2 separate regions of the Xenopus tropicalis genome follow, and region 1 is linked to region 2. Evidence: chromatin contacts called from public Hi-C data. All regions are on one chromosome and are shown on one strand. The core of a region is the stretch at or near the end of the contact, and the rest is flanking DNA. Distances in the headings are between cores, read along the strand shown.

Region 1 (4,365 bases), core at 1,681-4,180, 190 kb before region 2:
TTGAAGAAAAAGAAATTCCACAGGTACTTTATAGTAGTAAAACATTATGCCCACTTTAATTAAAAATAAACCAAATACAATGACAACATACACCCTAGTTACTAAGCTCGTGTATAGCAAAGGTGTAGAATTTCCCTTTAACCCTTTTGCTGCCAAGCACGTACACCATGCATGCTTGCAGGAAAAGGGTATATCTGCCAGGCACGTACGACGTACGTTCTTGGGCAGATAAAGGTTTCTCTCTGCAAAGTTGGCCTGTGCCACAATGACAGCCCCTTGGGCCACGAGTCAGGGGGGCCGTCGTGTTGGTCCTGCAATCGCATTGCATCTGGTACTTGTCCTGCTCCTTCCTCCAGCCCCCCCCCCAGCACCCCCCACTCACTTCCTGAGGACTCTGCATAGAGGACCCTCCCGGTGATCCCTGCGTCCATCCTGCCCCAGAACAGGTAAGTGGCCTTTATTTGCATATATGTACACACACACAGCATACAATTTAGCACAGTTTGTTTGTTTGTTTTTTTCATTTTGCATACTTTAGCACACTTATAGACACTCGTATACACACTTACACACCATCACACAACTTTTATACACATATGTATACACAAACTCACAAACATTTTTTCTTTTTTACTTATTCATTTTACCCGTCTTTTGATTTTCGATAAAAAGTGTTTATTTTGACAGTGTGACTATTGGAACAGGTATTTTGACCACTAGTTACACTGTTGTGTGACTTATTTTGTTATTTCATTGATTTGCACAATTTTTTTTTATTTTATGTATAGCTTTGCCATGTGGTACTTTGGTGTAGAAAGATATCTTTATCTATTTTGAATTCATCAGAATGTGTAATTTCCAAAAGTATATGGTTTTCTGGGGTTCTCTGTACAGTTAGGGGGTTTTATGGCACATAATACGCTGTCAGGGGGCTCTGTATGCAAAAGCTGAGTTGGCAGGCGAGAAATCCATTTGCACTATTTTCATTTTGGGGTCTGTACTTACCAGACTTTAGTATAGCTATGCATATTGATTTACATATGAATTACATAAACACACGGCAGGGTAAGTAATGAAATTAGTATGCACAAGGTATATTTTGGGGTCTCTAAGTCCCATGTGCTTTGATAAACCTATGTGGGCATTAAATTGTTCAGTAGACCTCTGGGGTACATATTTACAGTATTTTATATGGTTACCTAATGACTTGTAGAAAATAATGTGCTGCATAGTAGAAGTATTAAGGTTATTTTTTGAAATGTCATCAAATTTGCCAACTCTTGGAAAGCTTTGCGGCTTGGTACTTTGGAGTAGAAAGACATGTATACCCAAAATCAACCCATTTTGAATTCAGGGGAATGTGTACTTTCCAAAAATGTATGGCTTTCTGGGGTGGGTGTACCTTTTTATAGCTTTATCCCACATAAAATGATGTAAATGTGTTGATTTTGCAGTAGCTAAAATTACGAAATGATAGATTTTATGGGGAATGTTCACCTTGGGGCCCCTACATGCCACATACTTTGGTAAACCTTTACATATTGGGCATCAAATTGGTACCTAATGATATGTGGGAGATAAGATGCTGCAAAGTGGAAGCTTTGAGGTGATTTTTGGAAATATCATCCAAATCGCCCACTTTAGGAAAGCTTTGCAGCTTGGTACTTTGGAGTAAAAAAGGCATGTGTAACCATTTTGAATTTATGGGAATGTGTACTTTCAAAAAAATATATGACTTTCTGGGGTGAGCATTCATTTTTTGTAGCTTCATTCCACATAAAATAATGTAAATGTTGATTTTGCAGGAGCTGAAATGACAGAAATGATAGATCATATAGGGGTATTTTCATTTTAGGGCCCCTACATTGCACACACTTGTGGAAACCTATACATATTTTGCCTGACGAAGGGTCCTTAGAGCTCCGAAAGCTTGCAATGTTATTTTTATATATAATACTCTTGTATTTTGTTTTTTTTATTATTATTTTTGACACTGGCTAACACAGTACTACAGTTTTAGCTTTGTGATAAATTTTGATAAAAAAACAATAATTTTAGGAAAGCATTGCAACTTCGTAGTTTGGAGTAGACAGACAGTTTTAACCTATTCTCCATTCCTCAGAATCTGTTCTTTCCAAAAATGTATAATTTTCTGGTATAAACCTTCTGAAATGTAGGTGTTAAAATCTTAAGTATGCAAGCTTTCTGGAGCAGTGCTTTGGAAATTTGGTAGGTAGTGTACCGCTGGGAATTTTTGAATCACACAAATGAGAAATCGACATAAAACTATATATATATTTGGTGCTGGCACATTCAGGAGACATGGGACTTTCCGAATCAGTTGTATTTTTGTGCATAAAATCATTTGTTTCTTTTATATGTGTTTATATTACGGAAAACGTGTTGTTGTTTTTTTGTTGTTTTTGTTTTTTTTAATCTTTTAGACATTAAGAAGCCTATATCTTGTTCCAGAATTGGAATCACACAAAAATTCTACCATATTTTGAAATCTTAGGTCGCCCCCCCCCCCAAAAAAAAAAGATATATTGTTTTCCTGTGTAAACTAAAAGTCCCCCCAAGGAAAGGCCCTAAGAGTGCAAAATGTTTCAAAACAGTCTGGCAATACAAGTTCTGCTTTGACCAAATCAGCTGGCAGTGAAAGGGTTAACTGTTCAATACAGAAATATTTTGCTTAACCAGAACACCACAGCCCCTTAGTGAATACGAACAGATGAAAAGGCTAGCTTGCTTAAATCTGTACATTTTACTTCCCTCAAGGAGCATGTGCCTACGCCTTTAAATAAATTCTCTCCAAGCCTGCAGACCGCAGCTCTTCCTCGTTACCGTCTTCCGCCCCCACACACATTACTAACACGCCCCAAACTGTGCGCCTTTAATGCTAATCACATGACCAAGGCATCAGCCCAGCTTTCGGCGCATGCGCCATATAGACCCGGAATTTCCTCTTTTCAAAATGGCAGCCGCAATGGATGTAGACACACCAAGCGGAACGAATAACAGCGCTAGTAAGAAGCGCTTTGAGGTTAAGAAGGTAAGTGTGCTTGCTTGCGTATGTTATGGATGTAGCAAATGATCAGAACAGTCTTTCTAACTAATACTTAAAGAGGGCGACAGTGCAGCAGCTGATACTATTCAGCTAGATTGCTTGCGCCCTAAAGCTTTTTAGATGTTTGATTGACGTGTTTTCCGCCGAATCAAATGTTAAACCCTAATACTTAGGGCGGTCCGTTTTGGCAAAGCGGTGATTTCTGTCGTTCCGGCGGCCCAATAGCGGATAGCTACTGATGCCACAAACGATTGGATGAATTCTAACCAATGTAAGTGCCCCTCTCAGCTGCACTGGGAGGCGGGATCATGTAGCCGCACTTCACGAGTTTGCGGGGGAGCTGTAGGGCCACAGACATTGCGTGGTCTCATTTGCTCATTTGTTTCCCTGGAGGAGGCAGGGAATGTGTCTTGGGCTTTTAGCGGTGTGAGAGCAAGAAACGGGGCTATTTGATAAAAAATAAATTGTTGAACAAGTAAATGTAGGGGTCAAATGACTTGCATTTAGCACATGTAGGGGTATATTAATCATGCTGTGTAAAAAGTGGAGTGAAGCATTATCAGTGGTGTTGAGCTGGGTAACCAATCGGCTATTAGATTTCAACAGTTCTGATTGGCTGCTATAAACTTCATCGGTGATGTTTTACTCCACTTTTTGCACAGCATGATATATATACCCCTACGGTACAGGAGCTGTGAATATGCATTCTCACAGCGTGATGATTTTGCCACCATAGTTCTGCAGGGCATGGTGTGTTTAGCTTACAGTATCAAACATGGTGTATGTGCCATTGTTGGTGTATGTTGCCATTACAGCCTCCTCTCCCTCAGACCCTGCATACCCTATACTTAAAGGAAAACTATACTCCGAAACAATGTAGGTCTCTAAATATGTATTGCATATACAAGCTCATATGTAAAACCCTACTTCATCCAAAAAAGCCATTCTCATATAAATATACTTTTTTTTGTAGTATGTGCCACTGGGTAAGCCTAAATGAAGGCTGGGGCCAACTGGGCTTTTTCCCCAGTGTCCCGTAGCCCAGTCCAACCCTGATTAACAGTGGCTTTCTTTCTTCCACTACTGGGCAGTATTTGTTGTATTTATAGCCTTTCCAATTTCAGCCACAGAGTTGTCATGGGTCTCTTAGTGACCTTCTACATTATTCTTCTCCTTGCACATTCACTCTCTTTTCGTGGATGGCCTGTTCCTGGCAGATTTACAGCTATGCCATACCCTTTCAGTTTCTAAATGATAGATGTAACTGTATGTCCAGTTATAGTTAGAGACTTGGAAAT
Region 2 (4,122 bases), core at 1,234-3,733:
CCGCAATCTCTTTTGTATTTGAGTAGAGAATCGCAAAATACTCTGACCTAGAATCAATGTGCACTTCATCTTAAGTTGTCTTTTTATAATTGTATCTCCTTTGTATACGTCTCTGAGCCTGAAGCAAGGAAAATGTGTGCATTTGCTGCATGAGATCTCTTTAGGTAATTCACTACTCAAGTATTTTATTATACAGAGAGCTGCACTGTTGGATCTTTTTGTTTAGTTATATTTTCAACTGGATGCTTCCTAGCCATTTTTTAAGTGTGACTCCCTCTATCCAAACCATAAGTTGCTCTCTGAGGATGCTGGTAGTTGTAGTCTGAAGACTATAGTATCACAGTCTTGGACACCAGCTGGCACTTATATATGATATATTAAGATTATTCTGTGCAACTGCAAACGTACCATCCTATTGTAAATTTTCTTTAGTTTGGACATCAGGGTGATCATATGAGCAGAAAAGGACAAAGCAAAGTACAAAAGACAGTTCGGTGGCACACTGTGAGTACGCTATAGAGATATGTGTAGTGAAAAAGTCAAGGACAAACAAAGCCTGCAGGAGGGAGGGGGGTATGGCAAGCAACGGAAGCAGGATTTGCAGTCAGAGGCCTTTTATACACGGCAACATACACACATTTATATTACATGGAAGCTCAACTGTCCTGTTTGGGAGGCATGATATTTCTGTAACGTTCAATCACTCAATTATGGAATGAAATCGAGTAGGACGTGGCCACCTTGCTTCTGCAGTAATACACTATCCATATTCTCTTGCTTCCTGTGCAAACAGTAAACTTTGTATTTTCATTAGCTCATAGACAGCTCTCCCTCTCTTTAAGAGAAAAAAATATACGATCACTAATACATAATCCACTGTAGAAAACTCAACTCAAGGAAGCGGAAAAGCCACATTCACAACAGAAAAGAAGAAAGAAGAAAAATAGGTGTCAGGCACTCTTAAGGAACCATAGGCCAACAAAAAATGGAAATGTTTATTTATACCTTCATCTCAAAAGCCTTACGCGATTCGTGTTCAAAATGACACTTAATGACATCTAAATGTACACAACACAATAAGGCTGAGATGAAGGTTTAAATAAAGATTCTTTTCATTTTTTAATTCTTTTTGTTGGCCTATCTGTGATTCCGTAAGAGTGCCCAACACTCATTTTTCTCCTCTCTCTCTTTAACACAAGTTCTAATCTATTCTAATTATATTTAATGGTAATTTGGCCAGCAATCCTTCTGGAATTTAATAAACTTTCTTCAACATGTAATATACAAACAAATCTATAATATATATACACACACACCAAACTTTAATTAGCCACATGACTTTATTTTACACAAAGCAAGATGCTTGTGTAGCAATAGATATGAATGTGACCTAGACCTTAAATTACAATACCAGCAAAATGTATGGGAAAAGCAACTGAATTAGAGTCAGAGTTAGAGTCACAAATGGACAATTTCAACTTACTGTTAATCAGGCAAGGGCAGTGTAAAACACAAGACTATGCAATCAACAATATATCAAAATGCTTAAAGATACTAAGCATACTTACTGCCAAGGCTGTCCAGGCCCCTGGATAAAACAACTTGTGTAGGGCCCTATGTTGTTATAAGCCTATGGCTGGCTATGCATGCTGGGAGTTGTAGATATTTTCATTATCTCACTTTGCTGAACTCCCTACCCAACAGCTACAGTTCCTTTCAAGAGGCAACTCTGTGATTTAACGGACATTTCTATGGTGCCTTTACATTTGTGGAGGCTGTAGTTCAGCCTGGTGCCACCCTGGACACAGACCCTCAAGTACTTATATGGTTAATACTGCCTTTTTGTTTGACTGAGTTTTTCCAAACTCTTCTTGGCAACATTTGCTGGTTTGGGAGCTTATAATTGTCTCCACTAGACAAAGATATGCTTAAGTCCTCCTATACTGTATAAGAGAAAAACAAAATAACAACTTAAGATATACAAGGCTATATAAGTTAGTGCCTTAAGTTTAATCATAGGACACATGGGTAATTGTATGTAAATGTGTCTAAACCACTGGGAAAGAGCTACAATACAGCGTTATTTTTAAAACTTTGTCACCATCACAGGAGCAATCACAAACGTAGGAACACAATATGATACAGGCTAAAGGCTAACCAACACATCTCCCTCCCATACATCTCTCTTTCTCTCTCTCTCTCTCTTTCTTTCTCTCTAATACACCATATCAGTTGATATGGATACACTGGTTTGCACCAAATAAGAATGAACCCTGTTTGTCTCCCATGCTGTCCTTACTCCTCACTATATTTATGCCCCCATGCCAGAGTCTGTCTGGTGTCTGTCTGATCCCAGCAGTGTAAAGAAGCAGCCAAGACCCAGTGAGCTGCACATACAGGTTTCTTCCTGCAGATGGATCAAGCTCCATCCCTCCACAACCACCTCCCCAAACCATCTCCCTCCCTTCCAGTCATCCTCCCATGAAAAGAGCTCACACTTGCACACCGAGTTTGTTGAGAGAGGACATCCCTCCCCAGGAAGGCAGCAAAAATAGGGAAAAAATGTGTTGAATCAAGAAGACTGAATAAAGAGTTACTCAACTGCAAACTGTAGAAGAACAAAGAATACAATCAAGAGAGGATATTAACTCCAAAAGAGCAAAGGGATATTAAAAGAAAAAGAAAATTAAAACATGGAAAAGGAAGAAATAATAAAAAACAGCCATTTAAATGATTAAAAATCAAGTATAAAGTGTAACCTTGAAGAAAAAGAAGAAAATTATTATTATTATCAGAAGATTCTTATCATAAGGGATAAAAAGACCAAAGCAAAGGAAATACAGATCACAAGGGCTTGCGTCTTTCTCACTCATTTTTCTTTCTGATGCTTCAGGATAAAGCATTTTCTCTAGAACTGAATTTGAGTTCAAGAACATTCTATTTCCTCCTTCGAAGAGAAAAAGATTCGTATTTCTTGGATTCATATTTTTTTTAGAAAAACAAGAATATTTTAAGGAGGCTTTCTATCTAAAAAGTTCTGTTCCCTGTAGGACTGATATTAAGGACGTTCCGAATGGAGTGGTTTTTATATTTAGGGTTTTGCTGGCTTGTATTATGGGACCCTTGGTTTGTGAAAGCAAGAACACCAAACACAAAAGCAGGTCTTGGTGATGAAGTGGTGCAAGGAACGCCCAAACCTTTGATGCCCACTGAGTTACCACAGGTTGTGGCAGACCGTTGCCGAGGCTACTACGATGTAATGGGTCAGTGGGACCCACCATTTAATTGTAATGCCAGCAGTTATTTGTACTGCTGTGGAACATGTGGATATCGTTTCTGTTGCCAATTTAAACATGGAAGGTTGGATCAGAGTATGTGCTCCAACTATGATACCCCAAACTGGGCAAACACTGGAAAACCTCCTGCTCGGGGAGAAGAATCAAGCGATGACCCAAGCAAAGACAAAACCAACATGATTGTATATATTATTTGTGGGGTGGCTGCTCTCATGGTACTTGTGGGAATCTTCACTAAGCTGGCAGTGGAGAAGACACAGCGGCCCCAAACTGATATGAGTGTTTCCAGGTGAGAACAAAATTTGCTGTTTTAATATAAGGATAGGGGATTAAGTTGTATCAATCTGTCTTTCTGGAGCATTACATTACTTTTTAAAAGCCACTACAACATACTACCATATATATCCCATGATGTGCTAAGGACAAAGACAGATATATCTATAGCCTTAAGGCTATGTTAGACTATAGGAGGCAAATAAGAAAAGGGTAAATTAGATGGCCAGGCACAATACATTATGTCCAACTGTTTTCATATAAAAGATTGCAAAGTAATTTTACAGTAATATAGTTCCAAAATGTGATATTTAAATCCTTGTCTTTCAGCTGTGGGAAGAGGGGGCAGCTTTTCTGCTACTTTCATTCTGTCTTGTTTTAATCACCTAGTAGAGCACAAACAATGGGTTAGCAGATGCATGTTAAATGTTGTGAACAATACAGGTTGAATTATACCTTTTACTGGACAGCTATGCTGTTAAAATTACAACCTTACAATGTTCTTCAGAAGAAACACTGTGAGGTTTAAAAGCCTGTAATTTTTTATCAGTGT

What was found. A called contact is a pair of places that touch in the nucleus more often than the background predicts.
Region 1: a contact with region 2 is called in a Hi-C map of tailbud embryo, with 4 times the contacts expected there. The contact joins the promoter of rbx1 here to the promoter of shisa8 in region 2. A contact is called at or near these places in 4 of 5 Hi-C or Micro-C datasets (brain, gastrula embryo, neurula embryo and 1 more).

Annotation. Positions count from the first base shown.
Region 1 is chr4:115,971,265-115,975,629 of UCB_Xtro_10.0, reverse strand. It overlaps rbx1 (E3 ubiquitin-protein ligase RBX1), which reads left to right and starts at 2,930. Exons shown (of 5, transcript XM_002934726.5): 1 at 2,930-3,052. The coding sequence starts at 2,939.
Region 2 is chr4:115,777,783-115,781,904 of UCB_Xtro_10.0, reverse strand. It overlaps shisa8 (protein shisa-8), which reads left to right and starts at 2,483. Exons shown (of 4, transcript XM_002934724.5): 1 at 2,483-3,585. The coding sequence starts at 3,074.